Linked DNA regions of Macaca mulatta: region 1 is linked to region 2. The links are chromatin contacts, called in public Hi-C maps. All regions are on one chromosome and are shown on one strand. Each heading gives the region's core, a stretch centred on a gene start, on an enhancer-like site or on the middle of the called end of the contact. The rest is flanking DNA. Distances are from core to core; before and after follow the strand shown.

Evidence for each region. A called contact is a pair of places that touch in the nucleus more often than the background predicts.
Region 1: a Hi-C map of fetal cortex germinal zone shows a contact between it and region 2, with 5 times the contacts expected there. The contact joins the promoter of HNRNPU here to the promoter of EFCAB2 in region 2. A contact is called at or near these places in 7 of 14 Hi-C or Micro-C datasets (CD4 T cells, blood, cortical neurons and 3 more).

What each region holds. Positions count from the first base shown.
Region 1 is chr1:4,246,053-4,252,365 of T2T-MMU8v2.0, forward strand. HNRNPU (heterogeneous nuclear ribonucleoprotein U) reads left to right here and starts at 1,582. Exons shown (of 14, transcript XM_002802090.4): 1 at 1,582-2,453; 2 at 3,406-3,517; 3 at 3,605-3,678; 4 at 5,679-5,818. The coding sequence starts at 1,820.
Region 2 is chr1:4,137,864-4,144,423 of T2T-MMU8v2.0, forward strand. EFCAB2 (EF-hand calcium binding domain 2) reads right to left here and starts at 2,465. Exons shown (of 6, transcript XM_077998155.1): 1 at 2,341-2,465.

The sequences.
Region 1 (6,313 bases), core at 332-2,831, 110 kb after region 2:
CCCATTTTTGAACAAAAATAAAGAAGTTTCAAATTCAAGTTGGTGGCATATTTATAACCTTCAAAGACATTATAACCAAAGGCTAAAATGAGATTCTGGCACTGTTTGGAAGTTTCTATTTTGGGGGCTCGCCTCACCACTTAACTTGAACTGGGGATTATCAGTAGTACCGTACATAGTCCATTAATTTCAAGTCAAATCATTTCACAAATGTTAATATTTCACGTATACATGGCTGCAAGGTATGACAGAATGCTTCATAAAAGCCATTGAAAATAAACTTCAAAAGTAAAATGCATCAATCAGTTAAATCCCATTAGCCTATGGGAGAAATTTCAATATGTATACCTCCAAATTTCAAATTAATAATGGGGCAATATTATTGTGCCACCTAGAGTACCAAACAGTGGGTATAAACCATCTCCTTAGTCAGATGGAACACTGGCTGGACACTGCAGATTATCTGGGGTTTAAGACGTTAACTTCTATCACGAATCTAAATTCTGACTTCCCTGTCTAAAACTTCGGGAACATCACATCTTTTATTTAAAGCGAAAAAGTAAACTTCTAACATACAAAATAACGGATTTCTTTTCAAGAGCGATAGTCCTTTTTTTTTTTTTTTTTTTTTTAACAAAATCACTGCCCTTGATTTTTCATGAACTTTAAGTTTCAGAATGATTTGGTCAAGAGTATTTCTACAGGAATAGGAAGAGAATCAAGTGGGCCTATAATCAAAGACCTAGCTGGGTCTCACCCTCATGGTTAACTACTGAGACTTCATAGCCGATGACCAGGTCCTAAAGTGGACAGAACAAGCCTTACTGGAGGTCCGTCTTTGTGGTAGGTACAGAAAACTTGGAAATGCAATTCTGTGGTTTATTTAGGGTTATTAAGAGCATGAGAATAGCCCTGCAAAGGCTGGTAAACTAGGGTTTGCAGTATGGAGTAGTAAGCAAAGCCTCTACTTCCCAGGCCCTGCACCCGGGGTGTGGAACAGACAAAAGAACGGCTCTGCCCTTGCCCTTCTCGAACTTAAAATCCAATTCGCAAAGCAGGACTTACACATATTAAATCAAATACAGCATTATGCTGAAAAGAGCCCCTGCGTGTAACAGTTGCCAATGTGTGTTATACCAGTCAAAACGATTTGAAGGAGTTTTAAACGGAAAGCTGGAGAAACATACAAGAAGGCAGATCTAAGATGGAAGAAAAGGCGGATTCGGGTTGAAATGCCAAGTTGAGGACTGAAGAAAGCATTTGGACAAAGCAGCCTCCAGGCTGGGAAGGCGAAAAGCCAAACGAGTATAGCCACCAAAGACCCAGAAAGGCCAATAGATTGTGCAGTGAGTCGGTTTAACTGAAAGGCGGTTTCCTTTTCCTCCATTTGCTCAGTCCCAATTGGAAGCGCACTGCGCGGCCTGCGCCGCGCTCTCAGCCCGGGTTCGGCGTGGGGGCGGGGAGGTAAGTACGGTAATGGGCGGGGCCGAGCGCGGGCGCGCTCCGGCTTTCCTCCTGCGCAGCGCTCCCGTCAGCGCAGGGGGCGGGGCGCCTATATTACGTGCGCGGCGCCGCCCCTGCGAGAGGACGTTGCGTGCTCGCTCGCGCCAGGCGAGTCTCCGCGTCTCCCTCGCGAACTCGGTGAAAGGAATTGGCGCCGTTCGACACCAGGCGGATCCGCTCTGCAGCACGACCCCATCTCCAGCCGCAGCCGCAGCCGCCGCCCGGGCCGAGGAGCAGCCGCAGCAGCCGCCACCAGTGGCCGAGTGAGCGGAGCCGAGTTTGAGGCAGCGCCTAGCGGTGAATCGGGGCCCTCACCATGAGTTCCTCGCCTGTTAATGTAAAAAAGCTGAAGGTGTCGGAGCTGAAAGAGGAGCTCAAGAAGCGACGCCTTTCTGACAAGGGTCTCAAGGCCGAGCTCATGGAGCGACTCCAGGCCGCGCTGGACGACGAGGAGGCCGGGGGCCGCCCCGCCATGGAGCCCGGGAACGGCAGCCTAGACCTGGGCGGGGATTCCGCCGGGCGCTCGGGAGCAGGCCTCGAGCAGGAGGCCGCGGTCGGCGGCGATGAAGAGGAGGAGGAAGAGGAAGAGGAGGAGGAAGGAATCTCCGCCCTGGACGGCGACCAGATGGAGCTAGGAGAGGAGAACGGGGCCGCGGGGGCGGCCGACTCGGGCCCGATGGAGGAGGAGGAGGCCGCCTCGGAAGACGAGAACGGCGACGATCAGGGTTTCCAGGAAGGGGAAGATGAGCTCGGGGACGAAGAGGAAGGCGCGGGCGACGAGAACGGGCACGGGGAGCAGCAGCCTCAACCGCCGGCGACGCAGCAGCAACAGACCCAACAGCAGCGCGGGGCCGCCAAGGAGGCCGCGGGGAAGAGCAGCGGCCCCACCTCGCTGTTCGCGGTGACGGTGGCGCCGCCCGGGGCGAGGCAGGGCCAGCAGCAGGCGGGAGGTAAGAAGAAGGCGGAAGGCGGCGGAGGCGGCGGTCGCCCCGGGGCTCCGGCGGCGGGTGAGTGCTGCGTTGTACGTTGCGCGCGGCGGGAGGCCCGCGCGGGGTGGGGACCGTGCCCCAGGCCTGCCGGAGCCCCGCAGGGGGAGGGAGCCCCGGGCGGGCGGGGGGCCGCGGGGAGGGTGGCGGGTGGGGGAGGGGGCGCGGGGAATCCCAGATTAGCCGAGAGGCCTCGGGCTCGGGGCGTGTGTGCGTGTGTTCGTGTGTGTGTGTGTGTGTGTGTGTGACGGCGGTGGCAGCGCCTCCATTATGTGGCTCGAGAGCCGGGGGGAGCTGCAGCTGCCGCTGGAGGGGGAGGAGCCGCGGGCGGGCGGCGGGAGGGAGCCCGGTCGGCCCGCGGTGGCGCCGTCGCGCTGCGTGCGCGCGGTGCGGGCACATGTCTCGGGGGGAGGGGAGAGGCCCCAGGTCCCGGGGCGGGCGCGCTTTGGCGGCTCCTCGCCGCTGTATTGTGCAAGGAGCGCAGGGGCTCGGCGTGACGTCACTTCCTGCGGGAGGAGCCGGGCGGGGCGGGGCGGGGGGCGGAAGATCAGTACAATGCGGCCGCGGGGAGCGCGGGCCCGCGGGGGAGGGGAGCGCCGCCGCGCCGGGCTCGGCCCCTCCCCCTCCTGCGCCCTGGTCGCGATACACGTGGGCTTCGGGCCTGGGCCGCGCAGTTTTTCTTTGGGTTTCTCGAATCATCGAGGAGACTGGCAAAATTCGTAACGTCTTTAGACTGCGTCACTAGCGCTAATCCAATTCGTAGCTGATTGTTCTTCGAATTCACATTTGAGTCCTCGGTTAAAACCTCGGTTAAAAAGCAGGATAAAGTCGAGCTGCTTTGCTTCTCGGAACGGAAAAGCGTTTTTTTGTTGTTGTTTAGCGGCTTGGCCTCTTATGGGGGTCTTGTGTGTTTTAGGGGACGGCAAAACAGAACAGAAAGGCGGAGATAAAAAGAGGGGTGTTAAAAGACCACGAGAAGATCATGGCCGTGGATATTTTGAGTACATTGAAGAGAACAAGTATAGCAGGTATAGGATGCTCACCTAGTTTTACTTGTCATCCCTTATTCGTTCGTTGATCGGAAAGCTGTATCAGGAGACAATTCTGTCTTTCAGAGCCAAATCTCCTCAGCCACCGGTTGAAGAAGAAGATGAACACTTCGATGACACAGTGGTTTGTCTTGATACTTGTAAGTGAAGCTGTTTCTCCCCAATTATGAAATGCGGTGATGGTTTTTTTTTTTTTTTTGCTTCCAAAATGTTAGAAAACTTAATGCTTAAGTGCAGCAAAAGTTGGGTTAGGTTTTTTTAAAAGCAGGAAGAGATAATGGTTTATATTCAGAACCTAGTAGTTTAATATTTAGCACGGCATCAGTTGTATCAAATGGATTATTTTACAGGCTCTAGGAGTTTCATATTTTTATGACTTGAAAGTTCTCGTTCTTAGGAAATGTAAAATTAATGCCAGTTTCTGACTAGCTAACGGAAACTTGTAACACTACCTATAATTTAGCCTTACAGGCTTCTACAATAAAGTAATTCATTTTTTTGTGGAATTATATTAAGTGAGCTATTTGGGCTAGTTAAATATTTACTAATGACTTCTCCCATTAGCACACAAGTATATTCCCTATTCTAAAAGATTGTAATATTATTTTTTCAATAACTGCTCTTTTGTTCTCAATTCCAGTTCAGTAGCTGCTGCTTTAAACATAAGTTGATTTCTTCCAAAGACCTGAGGCAGCAGCAGTGGGCTATCACTGGGCCACTAGCTTTCTTCAGCAGCGAATGGTATCAATGGCAGTGCAGCACTGTAAATACTGCTACTTCACCCAGTTGGGTTGCAATTGAGTATGAGAAAGTATTGCAAACCTCTAAGTGGGCTTTGACTGTCAGACTTGCATTTTTTTTGTTGTTGTTATAAAAAAAAGTAGTTGGTTTAGTGACCAGAATTCACAACTCTGGGTGTGATAAATAGACCAAAGAATAGAAATACCTGTTTGAAAGTATCAGCTGTGGTGTCAGCCTGCTCTGTTAGATGGAGGGCATTGAAGCTTAGCTTCTCATGTTTTCTTGTACAATTTGGTTTTATTCAGATTTGTAAGAGTGTAAATGTAAAACTCTTTCTTACTGGAATGTCCTTTACAGAAGGTTGAGATAGTCATCTGAGCCTTTTTAAAGTAAAAAACTGCAGGTGAAAAAGGAGTTAGTTGATTTGAAAGTTTTATGTGAAATTCTGGGTTGTGTAAATAAAAAGTTGCTAGGAATTGGCAAGGTAGTGAAGTGGTGACTCATGCAGGTAATGTAATTGTTAGATTTTTTAGCAAATCAGATAGGCATATGTCAATATAAACACAATGTTGAATTCAAACAATCTGTTGAATTAAATTCTGCTGATTACAGTAATTCTAATTTAAGAAAAATTCCAAACTGTAGATTTATTTTTCTCTGATCAGTAAAAAAAAAATTGAATTCCAGCTTGACTTTAGCTGTTGAAGTGAGAAGTCTGAGAAGGTGCATGTTAATGAGCCAGTGACCCATAGGTAGCTAGGTTAAAGACACTTTGGATTTGGATAATCCGGGAAGCAGTTAATCCCTAATTGTTGAACAGGCAGTCCTGGGTAAAGAGGACCTAAAATGCTGCACTATTAACAGCATTAGACGGCCAGGTTTGTACTTCATAGATTTAGGCTGTCTTCTTCACAAGTTTTAGAAGAAGAATTTAGGAGCTAGAGCCCTGGTGCAGGATCAACAGCAGCTCATACTCCTGTTTCAAAATAATTTGGTCGTGGCCTCCCTTCAGTTTTAATGTGGCACTGGTAAATCTACCTGGTTCTGGCATGCTTCACTTTGATTTCCTGCTATCCTCTACTGCTTGCCTCTAAATCAAGGTAAAGAGCAGAGCAGGTATGTATTAATGTCACATTGTCTTGATTATTTTAAATACTTAAAATATACATGTTAAACCTTGGTATTAGTTTCAGAGGCAGTTTACTTTTCAGTACATAATTTAAAAGGAGTGACTTGGTGGGAGTGGGGCTTTAAACTGAAAATTGGAACAACAGCATGATGTGGAGAAAAGTTGTGCAGCGTTAAGTACATGCAAAAATTAAATAACCAAGTTTTCTCTACATAGCATATATGTTTACATTGGATGTCAAAAGTAACACAGTATTTGATATAATTACAGATAATTGTGATCTACATTTTAAAATATCAAGAGATCGTCTCAGTGCTTCTTCCCTTACAATGGAAAGTTTTGCTTTTCTTTGGGCTGGAGGAAGAGCATCTTATGGTGTGTCAAAAGGCAAAGTGTGTTTTGAGATGAAGGTAAATGCAATTTTATGATGTTTTTGTTTGATTTTGGAGACAGAGTCTCACTCTGTCCCCTAGGCTGGATTGGTGTGGTGTGACCCAGGCTCAACTGCAACCTCCTCGTCCTGGGTTCAAGTGATTCTTCTTGCCTCAGCCTCACAAGTAGCTGGGACTATAGGCACGTGCCACCACACCTGGCTAATTTTTGTATTTTTAATAGAGAACGGGGCTCCTGACCTCAGGTGATCCACCCACCTCGGCCTCCCAAAGTGCTGGGATTACAGGCTTGAGCCACCGCGCCCAGCCTTTTTTTTTCTTTTCTTTTTTTCTTTTTAAAATAGTGACAGGGTCTCACCATGTTGCCCAGGCTGGTCTTGAACTCGTAAGCTCAAGTGATCTGCCTGCCTGGGCCTCCCAGAATACTGAAATTACAGGTGCTTCATACTGCTAAGTTATCAGAGGTACTTATTTTTTGAAGCTTCCTGTAAATTAAAAGAGGAACTTGGAACC
Region 2 (6,560 bases), core at 1,215-3,714:
ATAGAAAAATAGTTCAAAAGCTGAAAAATCAGGAAAACTCTCAATTTTAAAAACCGATAAATACTGTATTTGTACCATACTCCAGTGCGTTTTTTCTCATGCTGACCTAACCTTTTTTAAGAAAATAAATATCCATAATTACCTGCTAGTTTATCTCCTAATGGTTTTCCTTTTTTTTTTTTTCTTTTTTTTTTTTGGTAAATAAAAATAAGCCATCAATTTTTCAGGGAAAGTTTTAAAACCACCCTTTTCTTTGTATGCAAGGGCACCTTTGTAAAGTAATACCTATAAAATAATCCTGGCTTCTCGGATTAATATTATATAAAAATCACAGTATCCTTGTTATCAATAGGTAGACCGTTGGCACAGTTTCATGTGTGTCTTCGCCGATTTTCTGTGATCACCGGAACAAGTGACTAAATATCTCAGGATTCGTTTCTTCCCTTGTAAATATTAGCTGTTAACCTGACCACACTTGGTTCTGTGCAGAGAAAAATGGTTTGAGGGGGTGTTTTGAGCACTCCAGAAAGAAAACAAAGGAGGAATATTTTCACTTCCTACTTGTTTACCTTTACTGTTTTATGGCTTTTTGGATATTTTTGGGTAACACAATTATTTTTGAGTACCTAAGGGCATGGTAACCAAGGATCGGGTTTTAATCCTACCATTAATCACACCATGAATTGAAAACAACATGAAAGGTCTTGCAAATAAACGTAATCACTTTTTGGCGTCTCCGCACAGGCAACACACCGATGCCTCTGATCTGGCGACCTTAAGCCTCGAAGCGCAGTCCCGCCTCTGCAGGCGGCCACCGCGCGGGGCTGGGTGGTCCCCCGGGGACCGCGAGCGGTTCCAAGGTCTCCGCCAGATTTTGGTTTTCATCTTTATTAAAACTGCTGTTTAGGTGTGTGTCTTTTTTTTCTTTTTTTTTTTTTTAAGACAAGACAACAGGCCAGTTGCGCGACGCAAGCCGGCCGCGGGGCAGGCATTTCGGAGCACCGGGAAGCTCGGAGGCAGCGGCGGTGACCTCCAGACCGTCCTCCTGCGTCCTCATTAAGGAGGCAAAATGGTGGCCGCGAACGCCATCAGGCTGCGCCAGGGCGGGGTTTCGGCGCCAACACAGAGGATCCCGCCAGATTCTGGCGGCCAGAACTCCTCCTCACCCAGGCCACCCCCCGGGGCCCACAGCCTGGACCGCTACGGGCGTGGCACCTGCGGCACCGAGACCCCCGGCGAGGGTGTGGAGGCGGCGACGACTTCCCCGCGACAGTGAACAACGACGCCATTATCAGCACCCCCTGCCGGCGCCTCCGGCGCAGCCCGCGCAGGAGCCGAGGCCCGGCCTCCGAGGGAGGGGGAAGGAGGACGCGGCGGGAGGAGAGGAAGAGGGGGAGGAGGGCGAGAGGAGGGGAGAGAGAACAGGGCGGGAGGAGGGAGGAGACGGCGGGAGGAGGGAGAAGAAGGCGGGAGGAGGGAGAAGAAGGCGGGAGGAGGGGAGACAGGCGGGGCGGGGCGGAGCGGCAGGCCGGGCTGGCTGCGGGGACGGGGGCAGGGCGGCGGCGGCTGCTGCTGCTGCGGGATGGCCCCCTCCTCGGGCCACCCTCTCCCTGCGGCTGGGGACTCCAGATGGACGAGGGCCCACCCCACCCGGCGCTTCCCCGTGCGACCCGGTGTCGCGGCGGGCGGCGAGGCCAGCGGCTCCCCGTCGCCCCTACCTTACCTTCCCTGTCTTTCTCGTCCGCCATCTTGCTGCGGAGCCGGTCGCCTGGGAGATGCCTAACGATAACCTCGGCCGCGGTGTCCCGGCCTGCTCAGCGCCCCGCGGCGAGCCTGGCTTGGAGGAGGGGCCGCTCCGAATTCTGGGGGAGGAAGACCCTTGGGCGGGGCGGGGCGGGGAGAAGGCTCCGAGCGCGCGCCGCGTCCCCGCTTCCCGCCACGACCCTCGCGCTGGGGGAAGACCAGAAGCCGCGTCTGCCACCCGGCCCCCAACCTTGTCCCTGCAGACCCGAGGCCGGGGCCCGACTAGTCGCGGGCCTAGCAGTGTTACTTCATCACACGCTCCCCAGCCCCCCTTCCCTTATTTCTCATCCATTTGGGGACAGCACGCGCGCGCACACACCCTCGCCCCTCCTGTCCTGTTTGTGCGACGTGGCGTTGCTCGATTTTTGTTGTGAACTGCAGATTTTGAAAAGCGCCGGAGAGCTAGGTGAAGAGCTGGGCTCCCGAGGGGGTGACAGAACCAGCCCGCGGCCCGACCTCCTCCTCCCGCTTCCCATCGGCCCGGCTGCTGCAGAACGGCCGCGCCTGCCCTCCCGGTTTCTCCCGTCCAGTCCTCACCGTCCTTTCCCAGAGAAAGCGGCAGCACAGCCTATGACAACTAAGCTGAAACGGAAAAACTGGGCCGGGCGCAAGAGGAAACCAGAGCCATTCGACTATTATTACTAGAGGAGAGGAATAGCTGTAGAAAAACATGCGCAAAATAGGCACAAACATTGCGTCGTCAAGGCTGCAATGTCTCATACAAAATAGAAGGTTCTCATAGCAACAAAAACGTGCCCATGTTGTGCTCAGTGTTAACATGCGTTAAAATGTTCTTAGTTGTGAAATTTGACATGACCGCTGGTTAAAGTTACAATGGAAGTTTTAAATCCTGCTTTCCGGAAACTTTGCAGCCATAGCATGAGGTTAAATTTTTCTTATTTTCAGGACAAGTTTACTTATACTGGAATATAGTAAAGCTCTTTTTATAAAGAGCTTTGAATAAAATACCTAACGATGTGGTTCAAACGAACACATTTTCAAAACTAATTTTAAATGGTATTTCAGTGCATATGTTATGTAAAAGCAATTTATAAACTAAATTAAATTTTAAGAGCCTTCAAAATACAAAGTACTCGTATTTAATGACTTAACAGTTTTAATGCTTTTATTCTGTTTCTATAATCTCTCAGGAAATCCTGACTATATTTTTATTAAAATAACTTTTTCTGTAGAAGATACCCATTTGGTGCTGTGATCAGCATTCTGCCTGAAATTGAATATAAACAACTGAATCATTACAAAATGGCTCATGTTAGAAGATACTTAAAACGAATACAATCTTGTACAGTAAATTTTTAACACCCCAAAATAACGAAAAGTAATTATTAGCATTCATTTATATCTACATCTCAGTCAATATGATCTAAATATTTGTGTTTAAAGCCTCCCCCTCTCCATATAGATAATGAAGGGCTTTGAAATAAGTGTAGGAAACCCTAAGTTTGGTCTCAGGCTTGCTATTCATTCACTATGCTTTTTCGTCTGCTGTTTACAGTTTCCTTTTTCTGGAGCGTCTTTCTCTGCTCTCTCCCCCGCCATCATTTCAGCTTCCCACAAACACACATTTGTCCCCTCCTGGTTGTCATGCAGGATGACTGTCTTTGTTTTTGTTTTTGTCTTTTGTTTTTCGAGACAGGGTCTCGCTCTGTCCTCCGGGATGGAGTGCAGTGGTGCGATCTCTGCTCACAGCAGCTTCCGCCTCCCGGTCTCAAGTGACCCTCCCACCTCAACCTCCCAAGTAGCTGGGAGGAGAGGCTTGCGCCACCATGTCTGCTAGTTTTTGTATTTTTTGTAGAGACAGTGTTTCCCCCTGTTGCCCAGGCTGCTCTCAAACTCCTGAGCTCAAGCGATCTGCCGCCTGCCTCGGCCTCCCAAAGTTCTGGGATTGCAGGTGTGAGCCACCGTGCCTGGCCAGGATGACCTTCTCGAAGTCACCTACTAATTGAAGCTCTCCCTCTCAGCCTTTTCCTCTATGGCCCCATACTCATAGAGCCTCCCACATTGATTTGCAATGCTTTCTTTTTTTTTTTTTTTTTTTTTTTTTTGAGACGGAGTCTCGCTCTGTCACCCAGGCTGGAGTTCAGTGGCCGGATCTCAGCTCACTGCAAGCTCCGCCTCCCGGGTTCCCGCCATTCTCCTGCCTCAGCCTCCCGAGTAGCTGGGACTACAGGCGCCCGCCACCTCGCCCGGCTAGCTTTTTGTATTTTTTAGTAGAGACGGGGTTTCACCATGTTAGCCAGGATGGTCTCGATCTCCTGACCTCGTGATCCGCCCGTCTCGGCCTCCCAAAGTGCTGGGATTACAGGCTTGAGCCACCGCGCCCAGCCTGATTTGCAATGCTTTCGTTCGTTCACTTGTTTCCACCTGCCAAACAGTAAGGTCTTGAAGACAGAAACAGCATTATTCATTCATATATCCCCAGTATCTAGTACAGTTTTTCTGTTTGGTAATATATGTCTTAAAAATTAAGATAGGAATAAGTCTTCTCAATGACTTTTTTTCAAAAAAGACCCAGATTCAGCACGTACTGTGTGTAAGACAGACCTTCCTTTTACATTACGTTTTCTCATCAGTAAAAGTACTGGGCCAGGTGTGGTGGCTCAGGCATAATCTCAGCACTTGGGGAGGCCCAAGCGGGTGGATCACTTCAGGTCATGAGTTCAAGACCAGCCTGGCCCACATGGTAAGACCCCACCTCTATTAAAAATAGAAAAATTAGCCAGGTGTGGTGGCTCACACCTGTAATCCCAGCTACTGGGGAGGCTGAGGCAGAAGAATCGCTTGAACCCGGGAGGCAGAGGTTGCAGTGAGCCGAGATTCACCGCTGCACTCCAGCCCACATGACAGAGCAAGACTCCATCTCAAAAAAAAAAGTACCAGTATTTCATGTCAATAAAATAGAATTCTTATATAAACATATATAAATTAAAAATTATTTTGAGTTGAACAGATTTCTCTGTAAACCCCCCTGTATTTTTATATTTTTAAAACTAACTGTATTCAGCAAAGCTTTTTATTATGTAATTATTCCAAAACACATTAATCATTATTTCTCTGAACTCCTACAGCACATTTAAAACAGTACTGTTTCTCTAGGTGTGGGTGAGTAAAAAAATATTTAATATATGTTAATTAACTCCCCCATCCCCTGACCCTGCCAAGGTTTGAATAGGAGCCTACACCTTTATAAACTCTTTATATACCCACACTACCTAGCCTAATCAGGACACATATTAGTTGCTTCATACATACTTTTCAACTGCCTAATTTGCTGATTAGACATAAAAGTATATAATTCTAGAAAAGTTTCCACAAGGTGAAAATGATTATCCAAATAAAAAAGGCCCACAATGCCAGTGAGTACATTATCTGCATTATGCTAATATTTGCCTCCTTTCAACTCTGTTTGATTGTAGAAAACTGACAGATGATTATATTACACTTTTAACTCTTTAAATATTACTAGCTTGCTTTGGACTGTGGAAAACTAACTACAATCATTTTTATTCCTTAGAATATATTTTGCGGATGGGCACTGTGACTCACGCCTGTATACCTAGCACTTTGGGAGGCCGAGGTGGGCGGATCACGAGGTCAGGAGATCGAGACCATCCTGGCCAATATGGTGAAACCCCGTCTCTACTAAAATACAAAAAAAATTAGCCGGGCGAGGTGGCGGGCGCCTGTAGTCCCAGCTACTCGGGAGGCTGAGGCAGGAGAATGGCGGGAACCCGGGAGGCGGAGCTTGCAGTGAGCCGAGATCGCGCCACTGCACTCCAGCCTGGGCGACAGAGCGAGACTCCGTCTCAAAAAAAAAAAATACAAAAATTAGGTGGACGTGGTGTCGGGCGCCTGTAGTCCCAGCTACTCGGGAGGCTGAGGCAGGAGAATGGCTTGAACCCGGGAGGCAGAGGTTGCAGTGAGCCGAGATCGCGGCATTGCACTCCAGCCTGGGCGACAGAACAGGGACTTAAAAAAATAAATAAATAAAAAATAAATAAAATATATATATATATGTATATATATGTGTGTGTGTGTATATAGCTTCTGAGCTGTAGCTTGAGTAACTTTTAATATTGTATGCCGCCAAAGCATTTTTTCAGTTAAACATCTCATAATGATTTTCAGAAATTTAGAATCAGAAAATCATTTTTGATCCCACTCATGGATATATAAACTTAGGGCTAAATCAGAAAAGCAAGCACATAGTTTTAGACAATCACACTTATTTGATGCATTACTCCATGGAGTCAGATGGATACTTACAGGTTATGTCCTTTTGCATGCTTAAATTGATAGTGAGTTAAATCTGTTCGGACAGCCATCAGTGATGTGCCCATGAGGAACAGAGAAAATGTTTCTTTTGAATGCAGTTGACTCAGTTACCTAAGATGTGAGTGAAGTGGGAAGGGTAAGTGGTGTGAATAATGCAAAATGATAGTTTAAAAATCCTTCATGCCATGCTTACTTTCCTAATATGGAGATCATTGAAATCTTGGACTGCGAATAATTTTTTTTTAATGGATTTTCCTTGGGCATTGCCATTTACTAATCTCATGATCCTGGGCAAGCCATGTAATCTCTTTAAAACTTAGTTAACTCATAAAAATAGAAATAACAATGTCCAAACTTCCTATTTTAGAGTTTTCACGAGATGCAATAGATGTAACCGAAAGCTTTGAAAAGTTTAAAGGACTTGCAAGGAAATCTACTGAAATAAGCCCCCATTCCACCTG